Regions from separate parts of the Macaca mulatta genome. Here region 2 is linked to region 1. Evidence: chromatin contacts called from public Hi-C data. All regions are on one chromosome and are shown on one strand. The core of a region is the stretch at or near the end of the contact, and the rest is flanking DNA. Distances in the headings are between cores, read along the strand shown. Region 1 holds the start of MTIF2 (mitochondrial translational initiation factor 2). Region 2 holds the start of CLHC1 (clathrin heavy chain linker domain containing 1).

Region 1 (5,923 bases), core at 683-3,182:
GAGTGAGATCCTATCTCAAAAAAAGAAAAAAAAAAATGTCCAGGAGAGAAGTTTGCATTAAATCATTCAGTAACACCGATTGCACACCTTTGTAGTAGGCATTGGGAAGGTGGGGGAAAAAAAGAGGGTGGTAGGTTGGGATGGGGGCATGAGTTAGGAGGTAAGATGATGGCAAGTATGCTTTTGAGTAATGAACTTCTGTACAATACCAATTACCTAGGGGAGTGGTAGATCTTAAAGACAAAGATTAATTGATTGATTTTGTTTTCTTCTCAAATTCCTTTTACCAAAAGACACAGATAATAAAACAATATTTATATTTGAGAGGTGGTGATGGTTGTGGTCAAAAGGACCAGCTGAAAGACATAATGTCCAAGCAAGGTGAGGGAAAGCTCTGGGGGCAGGCTGTAATAACCATAACAGCAAACACTTACTATGAACCAGGCACTATTTATCAACAGTTTATCAACCCATTAAAAGCTTATTACAGCCGGGCGCAGCAGCTCATGCCTGTAATCCCAGCACTTTAGGAGGCTGAGGTGGGCAGTCACCTGAGGCCAGGAGTTCCAGACCAGCCTGGCCAACATGGTGAATTAGCAGGGTGTGGTGGTGTGCGCCTGTAATCTCAGCCAAGCAAGAGGCTGAGGGGGGAGAATCACTTGAACCCAGGAGGCGGAGGTTGGTTGCAATGAGCCGAGATCGCGCCATTGAGCTCCAGCTTGGGCGACACAGTGAGACTGTCTCAAAAAAACAAAAAACAGTCTGGGAGCGGGGGCTCACGCCTGTAATCCCAGCACTTTGGGAGGCCGATGTGGGCGGATCACCTGAGATACGGAGTTCGAGACCAGCCTGACCAACATGGAGAAACTCCGTCTTTACTAAAAACACAAAATTAGCCAGACGTGGTGGCGCATGCCTGTAATCCCAGCTACTCGGGAGGCTGAGGCAGGACAATTGCTTGAACGCAGGAGGCAGAGGTTGCGGTGAGCTGAGTTCGCGCCATTGCACTCCAGCTTGGGCAACAAGAGAGAAACTCCGTCTCAAAAACAAAAAGAAACAAAAACAAAACAAAAACCGTATTACAATCCTGTGAACTAGCTACTGTCATTACTATAATGTAGATGAACAAACTGGGACATGGACAGTTGACAAGACATCCCCAACCACACACTAGAAATGAGCTGGGATAGGAAATCAGACACTCTGACTCTATTACTCCAAATGCCATACATACAAGCTGACTTCCGAAAAAAGAGAAAGTACTGTTCGCACAATACTAACTGGTTCTACGGCCACTGTTTCCTTGCATTTCTTTTTTCCTTCTTGTTAGGAACACGTATCTTTGAAGGAGGTATCATTTCTCCCACAGTTCTCCATTTAACGTTTCCTCGAGTGCAAGCACCACCGAGGCCACACAGAGCCCCAGAGTAGAAGTAATTTGCTTCCTAGAAACCCTCATTGTATCCAGATTCCCTCCCAGAGGAGCCATCAGTTCTCATGGGTGGCACTTTTTTCTCCAGCTGATTACACTTTTTTTCTGTATCAGTTAATTTTTCCAACTTCTAATTGAATAAAGGCAGTTTTCTTAAAAAAAAAAAAAAAGCGAAAAACGGAAAGGAAGGAAGAGGAAAGAAAGGAAGGAAGAAATGAAGGAAGTAAGGAAAGAAACGAGAGGGACAGAAAGAGAAAAAGGAAAGAGAGAAAGAAAGGAAAGGAAAACAAGAAATGGAAGGGACCTGCAGAAACGATTCACCACGCACGGCTGACCCTGGGAGGAGCCACAGGTTGAACGAGCGCCTCCCAGGCTGGACGCCCGCTGCGAACACCGCAAACAGTCCCACCCCGGGCGGCTACCGCGACTCTTCTGAATTCCGGAAAGAACCTTTTCCAGCGGGACCGGAAGCCCGGCGGGGACCGTAGCGGGGACGGACTGACTTACCGACCATTCTTCCGGGTGCGGAAGGTGAGCTCCACCCGTGCTCAGAACCCAGGGGCCCGGGACAGTAGGTAGGAGTTAAGTGGGTAGGGTCCCTTAACCAGGGTTGTCCGGTGTGGGTGGTGTGTGTTGTTTCGCCTAACGTGTCAGTGGCACAAATCACGCGAACTCATAAACATTGTGCGTTCGGAAGGCTTTTCAAGATGCGTTTAATCCCTGCGTAAGCCCACGTTAAGCATTCACGAAGGCATGTGCTCTGTTCTCTCGGAAGCGGCCGGCCGGCTTCCCCTCTTCGGGCGCCGCTGCGGGCGCAGGTCCTCAAGTCCCAGCCTCCCATGGGCCCAAGGCCTTCTGGGCTCCAATTTGAGGCGAAGCCACCCCAGTTTCGTAATTTTTCTGCAGTGATTTATTTTTACCTTTCAGGTAAGTTCGAAAGCTTCCAGCTCACTTTCAGATATTTCCACTAACGTAACTACGTATTTGCAACATACTTTTTTCAGATTCCTTGACAAGAATATCCTAGTGACCAAACACCACCTTACTGGGAGTCAGAACGTCTGGGTTCTAGTCTTGACTGCCATTAACTAGCGGTATGACACTGGAGACGCCTTTTTGACCACTATGGATTTACGTTTCCTTTTCTGTAAAATGAGGAGCTTGGAATAAGTGACAAATTTCCTTCCAGTTTTGACATTTGGGTTATTGCCTCCAATATGTCTTTCCAGTTTCTGCCTCAATTACATATCTGTGCTTTGGTTAATATCTTGTAGTGTCCTTCCTCCCATTCCCTTAATCTGTGCTCTTCTCGAATCTGGTTTCATACTCGTTTAAAAATTATTTTCTCAAGGAATCCTGTGTTTCCCGAGCACTCTACTTTTGGTCCAGGGGCACAACAGTAAGTATGTGCCATTCTTAAAAGTATTTAATGTGTGTAAATACTATTGAATGAATTTCCAAATTTTTTTTTTTTTCCTTTGGACAGAGTCTCACTCTGTCGCCCAGGCTGGAGTGCAGTGGCGCGATCTCGGCTCACTGCAATCTGCCTCCTGGGTTCAAGCGATTCTCCTGCCTCTGTCTCCCAAGTCGCTGAGATTACAGGCGCCCACCACCACGCCCGGCTAATTTTTGTACTTTTAGTAGAGATGGGGTTTCACCACGTTGGCCAGGCTCTTGAACTCATGACCTCAGGTGATCCGCCCGCCTCGGCCTCCCAAAGTGCTAGGATTACAGGCATGAGCCACCACGCCCGGCCTGAATTTCTAAATCTTAATGTGTTTATTTCGTTGGCATTAAGTCAGATTTTTCCTTGATCTTTACTTGAGTAAGCCTTTTAAGGTAAAATGCTTGCTCGATTACACACACATACATAACCTCTTAATTGTCCGAAGGTAAACAAGTTAATGACTTGTGAATATTTTTAACTTATAAGCAATGAATCCTCAAAGCTTATAAGCCAATACTGAAACGTGTGATATGGTTTTAAAATAGCTGATGATAAAGTCTTTACATCATCCCATTTTGTCCTCATAGTCTTGTAATAGGAAGGACAGATATTCAAACACTTATTTATTTATTTATTTATTAACAGAGATCCAGAAAATGAGGCCCATAGGAAACAAGTGACTTGCTGAGTCCAGATAACACTTACTATCAGAGTGAGTGTCCAGCTAAGTTTCCTTTGTTGCCCAATAAGATAATTTCTTCACTATACTGTGCTTGTTTCAGTTACCATTTATTTTCTTTCTTTTAAAAAGTATTCAATATAGGCCAGGCGCGGTGGCTTACGCCTGTAATCTCAGCACTTTGGGAGGCCAAGGTGGGTGGATCACCTGAGGTCAGGAGTTCAAGACCAGCCTGACCAACATGGTGAAACCCTGTCTCTACTAAAAATACAAAAAAATTAGCCGGCTGTGCTGGCAGGCGCCTGTAATCCCAGCTACTTGGGAGGCTGAGGCAGGAGCATCCCTTGAACCCAGGAGGTGGAGGTTGCAGTGAGCCGAGATTGCACCATTGCACTCCAGCCTGGGCGACGAGCAAAACTCCATCTCAAAAAAAAAATTTCAGTATATTCTATTTACCATGTCAGAACCATAAATTTACTATGTTAGAACCATAAAATACACTTTGGAAAGATTGGTTGAAATGTAACATTTAGGCTAGGCATGGTGGCTCACACCTGTAATCCCAGCATTTTGGGAGGCTGAGGCAGGTGGATCACCTGAGGTCAGGAGTTTGAGACTAGCCTGGCTAACACGGTAAAACCTGGCATCCACTAAAAATACAAAAATTAGCTGGACACAGTGGCGCACACCTGTAGTTCAAGCTACTTGGGAGGCTAAGGCTGGAGAATCGCTCAACCCGGGAGTCAGAGGTTGCAGTGGGCTGAGATCACACCACTGAACTCCAGCATGGGCAACAGAGGGAGACTCCATCTCAAAAAAAAAAAAAAAGAAAGAAAGAAATGTAACATTTAATGTCTAGTTATCTAGCAAAGATCACCCGTCCAGAGCCTTGATTTCTTTGGTCACATCAAATAACTATTATCATTTGTGAACAATTTTAAAGAATATCTAGTAGAAAATATAAATATATAATATATATGTTGTATATAAATATAAAATATAAGCATACTGTAGAAATGCCATATTATAAGAGAAATCATTTAAAAAAAATTTTTTTTTTGAGGCAGAGTCACGCTCTGTCTCCCAGGCTGGAGTACAGTGGTGCAATCTCGGCTCACTGCAACCTCTGTCTCCCAGGTTCAAGCGATTCTCCTGCCTCAGCCTCCCGAGTAGCTGGGACTACAGGCATGTGCCACCACGTCCAGGTAATTTTTTTGAATTTTTAACAGAGATGGGGTTTCACCACATCAGTCAGCCTGGTGTCGAACTCCTGACCTCAAATGACCTGCCTGCCTTGGTCACCCTGGTCCACCCTGGTCTCCCAAAGTGCTGAGATTACAGGCATGAGCCACTGTGCCTGGCCAAAAATTTTAAAACTTTGTAAAAGTTTATAATTTTGTTCAAGATAGCTTTATATGTATTTTTATTAGAGACGGGGTTTCACCACGTTGGCCAGGCAGTCTCAAACTCCTGATGTCAGGTGATCTGCCCACGTTGGCCTCCCAAAGTGCTGGAATTACAGGTATGAGCCACCATACCCGGCCGGAAAACGTGTTCTTTTTACATTGTTTTTGTCGTTCCTGCCCCTAAAAACTGAAAAGCAAAGCCATAGAAATGCAGTCTTGAGAGCAGAGGCAGTAGAGGCCACTGGGAGGAAAAGAACTATTACTAATGAGTTCTGTTACAGTTTTCTCTCAAAAAACTCTTCTTTCATTCTAAGAATAATAACTCAAAAGGCATTATTCAATAAATATTGGGTGTCTTCTTCCTACTATAAAGCATCTTTTTTTAGGGGGTGAGATGGGAAGATGGAAAAGTGTTAAGAATTGAAAGACAGTTCCAACTAGATGAAGTGTGTGCAAAGTTTCAGAGATGAGATGACAAGCCATCAGAGATTATAGGTGGGTTATAATAACAAAAGCTTGAGAGGTAGGAGTGTAGAGACTCTAAGAGTGTAAGAAATAAAGTAAGGCTGGGCATGGTGGCTCATGCCTGTAATCCCAGCACTTTGGGAGACCAGGGTGGATCACTGGATCCCAGGAGTTTGAGACCAGCCTAGACAACATGGTGAAACACCATCTATACCAAAAAAACAAACAAAAAATTATCTGGGCATAGTGGTGGGCACCTCTAGTCCCAGCTATTAGGGAGGCTGAGGTGAGAGGATCACCTAAGCCTAGGAGGTCGAGGCTGCAATGAGCTGTGACCACATCAGTGCATTCCAGCCTCCAGCTTGGACAATATAGTGAGACCCAGTTTCAAAAAAGAAGTTTCAGGGTGTTTAACAGAAAGGTGATCATTTCAAATTTGTACTTTAGAAAAATTACTCTAGTTGTGATTTGGTTAGTTGATATTTCGAGAGTGA
Region 2 (5,744 bases), core at 2,618-5,117, 37 kb after region 1:
CTTATCAAGTGAACCAGCTTTCCCTGAATTGAGCTCCAAAGGAAGATATGCTACCCAAGTCCTGCTTGAAACTAAACTGTCTTTTAGTGTTAACAGTACAAATAAGTAATCATTCCTTTATAGGGATCCATCCTGAACAAACATTAAATTCCCAAGAGTTGTATGACAGACAGCAAACATTCCACTGAAACCACCCAGAGACTGTGGATGCATTTTTTTTTTTTTGAAACAGGTCTTGTCCAGGATGAAGTGCAATGCATGATTACAGCTCCTGGGCTCAAGGGATCCTTTTGTCTCACCCTCCCCAGTAGGCAGGACCATAGGAGTCAGCGTATGGTTTTTTTTTGCAGAGATCAGGGTCTTGCTATGGTGCCCAGGCCGGTCTTGAACTCCTAGACACAAAGTGATCCTCCCAAAGTGTAGGGATTGCAGGCTTGAGCCACCACTCCCAGCCAGTATCCATTTTTGAGTTGGCAACTTTAGCCTTTAACAGAAGTATGCTTAGCCAAGGTCTCTTTTAAGCCAAGGTCTTAACACCTACACAAACCGTGATTCTCAAAGACAAGAGATAGGCACTACTGGCCACTGAATGGGTAAAGGGAAGGGATGCTGCTCATCACATGACAGACCGCACAACAAAGACTTACCTGGCCCCAAATGTCTATTGTGTTGAGGTCAAGATGGACAGAAACAAAAACTGGCTTGTATAACTTCTGCCAAAGTATAGGTATTCTAAGAAGTTACTATGAATTGAAAATATAAAGACCTTTACAAGTGGTTGGCACCTGGCAGGTATACAGAACCACTGGGTCACACAATCCCCAGAAGCAACATTCATACAGTGATAGCAGTAGCACTAATAAAGGAAATGGTGTGACCATCAATTTGGTGCTTAAAAACTATTCTTTTTACTGCAATGAAATCCAACAATAAAGGTTAGTTCGTGTCTTTTATTAACTCATACAGTTACTTGTCTTCTGGCTTGTTGAAACAGTAAGTCAGACAACATTTGCCACAATAATGTCTGTCAAAGTGGCTTGCCATAAACACCCCAGCACCACATTCATCAGATGGGCACTCTCGACGAAGGCGACTAATTTTGCCATTCTCATCCACCTGAAAAGTACAAACCTGCTGTAAGATAATTTTACAACACATTCTGAAGTCTAATTTAAGTGACTCAAAATATTTAAGCTTTTACTATGTAATACTGGTAGTTTTCGTGCTTACAAACCAAAGCACCCTAAATTCTCACCAGTTATTATTACTACAATGAAAATATTCAGAAGTCTTGGGACTTCTGAACACTAAAGGTCAGCTTTGCAAGTCGTAGACAAATGTAAGACCTGAACCCAGACCCGACTTTAAACTCAGAACCCTATTACGTAAGTGATTTCAAAAACCAAACAGGAAAAACCCCAGGAAGTCTGAATTTCTCATTTCCAGAATACCTCATTTAAACCAAAGTGGGGTAATACTAGATACTTAAGTCCAAGAAAATACTGACAAGTTACTATAAAGTTTTCCAAATAAGCCAAGACTTTGCTGACATTCTGCCCATCACTTTAACTGGCTCACCTTATAATATTTCAGGACAGCCAGCTTAACCTTCTTTCTCTTGTGCTTATTCTTCTTGGGAGTGGTGTAAGACTTCTTCTTCCTTTTCTTAGCACCACCACGAAGTCTCAACACAAGATGAAGAGTAGACTCCTGTTAATGGAAGAATGACATAAGCTTTCATGATTCCACTAAGAATGGGCACACCCAACATTATGCATCTCTTAATTGAAAGCAGTGGCAGTACACAGTAACATTTATGAGGTAATCTTGCTGCCCCATCCCAATAAAGTATCTGATTCTTAACCATTTATAGGGAGATTAAAGAATGCATTACATTACACCATGGGATGCAACTTGCAAAATTCATAATGGGAAAAACTACAGTAGCGCTTCTCAAGTATCAGTATAGGAGTTACCTAAAAATCTACTGCTAATCTAATGCCATTCTCCCCTTTTGCGTGTCAAAATGTCCAAAATACACCACATGGAGTGGCTCACGTCTGTAATCCCAGCGCTGGGAGGCCACAGTGGGAAGATCACTTGCGCCCAGGAGTTTGAGACCAGCCTGGGCATGGTGGTGTGTGCCTATAGGTCCAACTACAGAAGGTTAAGGTGAGAGGACCACCTGAGTCTGAGAGATAGAGGCTTCAGTGACTGTGCCAAAGTCAGAGCCTGTCTCAAAAAAAGTAAAATAAAAAATTTCCAAAATAACATTTTTTTAAGAGGCTGCTCTTCCCCTAGACAGACCTTTTGAATATTGTAGTCAGACAAAGTACGTCCATCTTCCAGTTGCTTGCCAGCAAAGATCAGTCTTTGCTGATCAGGAGGAATTCCTAATAAGAAAAAAACAAGAAGTCACAGCACACGAAGCCTGTGATGTGCTCCAGATTTATAAGGTAACACCCTTAATCAAATACATGGTACTAACAGCTGACCATAAGCCCTTACTAGAGGTTAGGCATGGTTCTAAATCTTTACACATCACGTTTTACTGCATTTAATCTTAGGGACAATACTGGGCTTCTGCAGTGGCTCACGCCTGTAATGCCAACACTTTGGGAGGCCGAGGTGGGGGGATCACTTGAGGTCAGGAGTTCCAGACCAGCCTGGCCAACATGGTGAAACGCAGTCTCTACTAAATATACAATAAATTGGCCGGGCGTGGTGCTGCACGCCTGTAATCCCCACTACTAGGGAGGCTGAAGCACAAGAATCACTTGAACCCGGGAGGCGGAGGCTGCAATGAGCCGGGACGAGCCAATACACTCCAGCCTGGGCGACAGAGAAGACTCCCATCTCACACAAAATAAGTAAGTGTCCAAATTCACACAAGTGAAATACACCTTAAGGATTCCAATCTAGGGACTGTGCTCCCCGATCACAAACATTTATTGTGTTATTTCCCAAGTATTTTGCTTTGTCAATCTGCCCTTCCCCCCCTCACCATGAGCAGATATGTGTAGCACCTACAAGTAGGCTGAAGTCTCCACAGGTTAAGTTTTCTTAACTACAAAATATTACTTGCCTTCCTTATCCTGGATCTTGGCCTTTACATTTTCTATCGTATCCGAGGGTTCAACCTATGAATGTTAAAATGAAAGTATGTTGCTTACACATTACGGAACTACAGCAGAACTCATTTAGTTTGACAATTACCACTGAACCGAACCGGCGACAGGGCTGAAACCTACTCAAGAGACCTATTACCCACCCAGTGGGCAACCTCCCAAATCGGCTACCGGAAAGCACCTTCATCTCCCCAGCCCAGGGCGGGCGGCCGCCACAGGGCCACACGTGCTCGCGCCCGGCGGGGGTAGTTACCCGGCGCAGCTCCTCCGTTTTAACTAGCTGGCACCCCTCGAGAGGTGAGAGGCCCGCCTTTGGCCACCGAAAATCACCTTGAGGCCGTTGCTCAGCAAAAAAAACTCATTTCAAAGCTTAAGTTTTAGAATCCAAATTCGGAATCATTGTCTAAGTCATGGAAAGCAGCGCCGGTCCTAAAATCCACCTCAGGACCTTATTCGGACCCTGGCTTCCTCATGACCACCTGGCCCGTACCTCGAGGGTGATGGTCTTCCCCGTAAGGGTTTTCACGAAAATCTGCATTTTTGTGGCGGCTCCACCTGAGGTTGGGAAAAAGGAAGAGATGGGTTAGGTCAGGGATCACAACAGAAGGCGGCATAGGGCGCTAGCCCCAGAGCAGCCGAAGAGCAGACACTCACCGCAGATGGCGGATCGAAAAGGAAGAACGCCGCGCAGGCCCACGGGGTTTCCCGGCGCCCCAGCCGAAAGACCCACCCCTTAGGCGACCACACCAAATGCCTGACTGCCATCCCAGCGACAATCCAACCCGGTGCTAGACCAGGACGTGAAACTCGTTTCTCCTCTCCCTAACCGGGGCTTATTTCTCACTTTAGCCTTCGGAATGCTTTCGAAATGGTAGGTTTAAGCAACGTAAAAAATGTTTTAAAAAGGTTTTTCCCGTGCAGTCAACGTGGCTAAGAGAATTTTTAAAAGGAGGTGGGTCGAGGGGGGCCTCATTGGGGAAGAGGTAGGAAATGGAAGTGTATTCTGGGAATTGTAGTTCTCCACTGCTTTCTTCTACCTTGGACTACTTGTCCCAAGATGCAGTTCCGCCTCCCAGATTCCCTAGTTACTATCTCTAAGCACTAAAGTCGGTGTTTGGAGAAAGGGACTCAGGTGAGGACTGGAGGGAGGATGAAGCGGAATAATGGTTTCCGGAGCGTGGAAACGGGCCGGAAGTGACTAGGAAGAAAGGTTAAGGGGCGGGCCGAGAGTGCGGGGCACGAAAGGTGTCCTTCACCCACTTGCAGAAGCGGTGAGGGGCAGAGAATCAGCGATCTACCAGCCGCTCCCTGGGCCTCCAAGGGAAGGGAATCTGCATGGCCTGCTCCAGGCAAACTGAAAAATAGGTGAAATCTTCGGAAGCGGGGGTTCAGCCCTTTCTCGCCTGTAGCCCCTCCCTGCTTTCAACCGCCAAGTCTCTCCCAGCCTAGGGAAGAAGAGTCTGAGTATTGTGTGTCACTCCTTAGTGTGACAAGCTTTAATATGTTTAAAAATCTCAGGAGTTTTCAAATTTTAAAGTGAAGCCGTACGGAAAAGAAACCTGCAGAATGGTTATTTAGTTGTAGAATTTCCAAATTTGGACTTTGGGAGTCTTGGATCTGAGAGGAAGTTTTGGGGATATGTATCTGGTGCCCTTCCGGCAAGGAGGCCAATTAGAAGCAAGTTCCCCCTGTCCTTTCTCCACTCCACAAACCACAGAGTCCTTTCTAAGGAACCTTCTTAATGTCTTCTGTATTTATTTCTTCATCCTCTACCGCCTGCGACCCCATCCCCAAATTCAGACTTTCATTTTCTCTTGTAGGGGTTCCGTATGTAACTCTTTATCTCTCTCCAGTCTTTTCTCCTTTCTAACCCCCCTTCACTATTGCCTCCAAAATATTCATTCTGAAAGGTAAATGTGTGTTATTATTCTACTTAAAATACCTCACCTTCAGGATACAATTCAAATCTCTCAGAATGACATGCAGCCTCTGCCTTCCTTACAACCCAATCTGCTAAACCCATTACTCTACATTTTAGTAAATGAAGCTAATTTAATTTCCTGACTTATGCTCTCCCGTGTTTTGGCATTTCTGAAGATTCCGATCATTTCTTCTTCCTGGAATGTTTTTCCTTTTTCCTTTTTTTTTTTTTTTTTTTTTTTTTGTGCGTGGGTGTGGGCGTGTGTGTGTGACGGAATTTCGCTCTGTCGCCCAGGCTGGAGTGCAGTGGCGCGGTCTCAGCTCACTGCAAACTCCGCCTCTCAGGTTCAAGCAATTCTCCTGCCTCAGTCTCCCGAGTAGCTGGGATTACAGGCACCCACCACCATACCCGGCTACTTTTTGTATTTTTAGTAGAGATGGGGTTTCACCATGTTGGCCAGGCTGTTCTCTAACTCCTGACCTCAAATGATTCACCCACCTCGGCCTCCCAAAGTGCTGGGATTACAGGCGTGAGCCACCACGCCCTGCCTTCTGGAACATTTTTCATACCAGTCGGCCAACTAGTCTCTACAACAAAATTTCCCAGAGTTGCTTGTACACATTGTCTCTAATCTTTCCCTTCTGTTGTCTGAACCCACTCCTGTCAGGCTTTTGTCCCCACCATTCTGATGGGAT

Evidence for each region. Hi-C and Micro-C count contacts between places; a contact is called where the count stands out from the background.
Region 2: a Hi-C map of liver shows a contact between it and region 1, with 1.8 times the contacts expected there. The contact joins the promoter of CLHC1 here to the promoter of MTIF2 in region 1. A contact is called at or near these places in 2 of 14 Hi-C or Micro-C datasets (blood and liver).

Annotation. Positions count from the first base shown.
Region 1 is chr13:69,348,454-69,354,376 of T2T-MMU8v2.0, forward strand. MTIF2 (mitochondrial translational initiation factor 2) reads left to right here and starts at 1,933. Exons shown (of 17, transcript XM_077959598.1): 1 at 1,933-1,963; 2 at 2,437-2,526; 3 at 2,784-2,835; 4 at 4,696-4,763.
Region 2 is chr13:69,383,374-69,389,117 of T2T-MMU8v2.0, forward strand. CLHC1 (clathrin heavy chain linker domain containing 1) reads left to right here and starts at 3,868. Exons shown (of 12, transcript XM_077959613.1): 1 at 3,868-3,999. It overlaps RPS27A (ribosomal protein S27a), which reads right to left and starts at 3,810. Exons shown (of 6, transcript XM_015112376.2): 1 at 3,783-3,810; 2 at 3,619-3,683; 3 at 3,086-3,140; 4 at 2,308-2,393; 5 at 1,579-1,710; 6 at 885-1,116. The coding sequence starts at 3,666. The coding sequence ends at 967.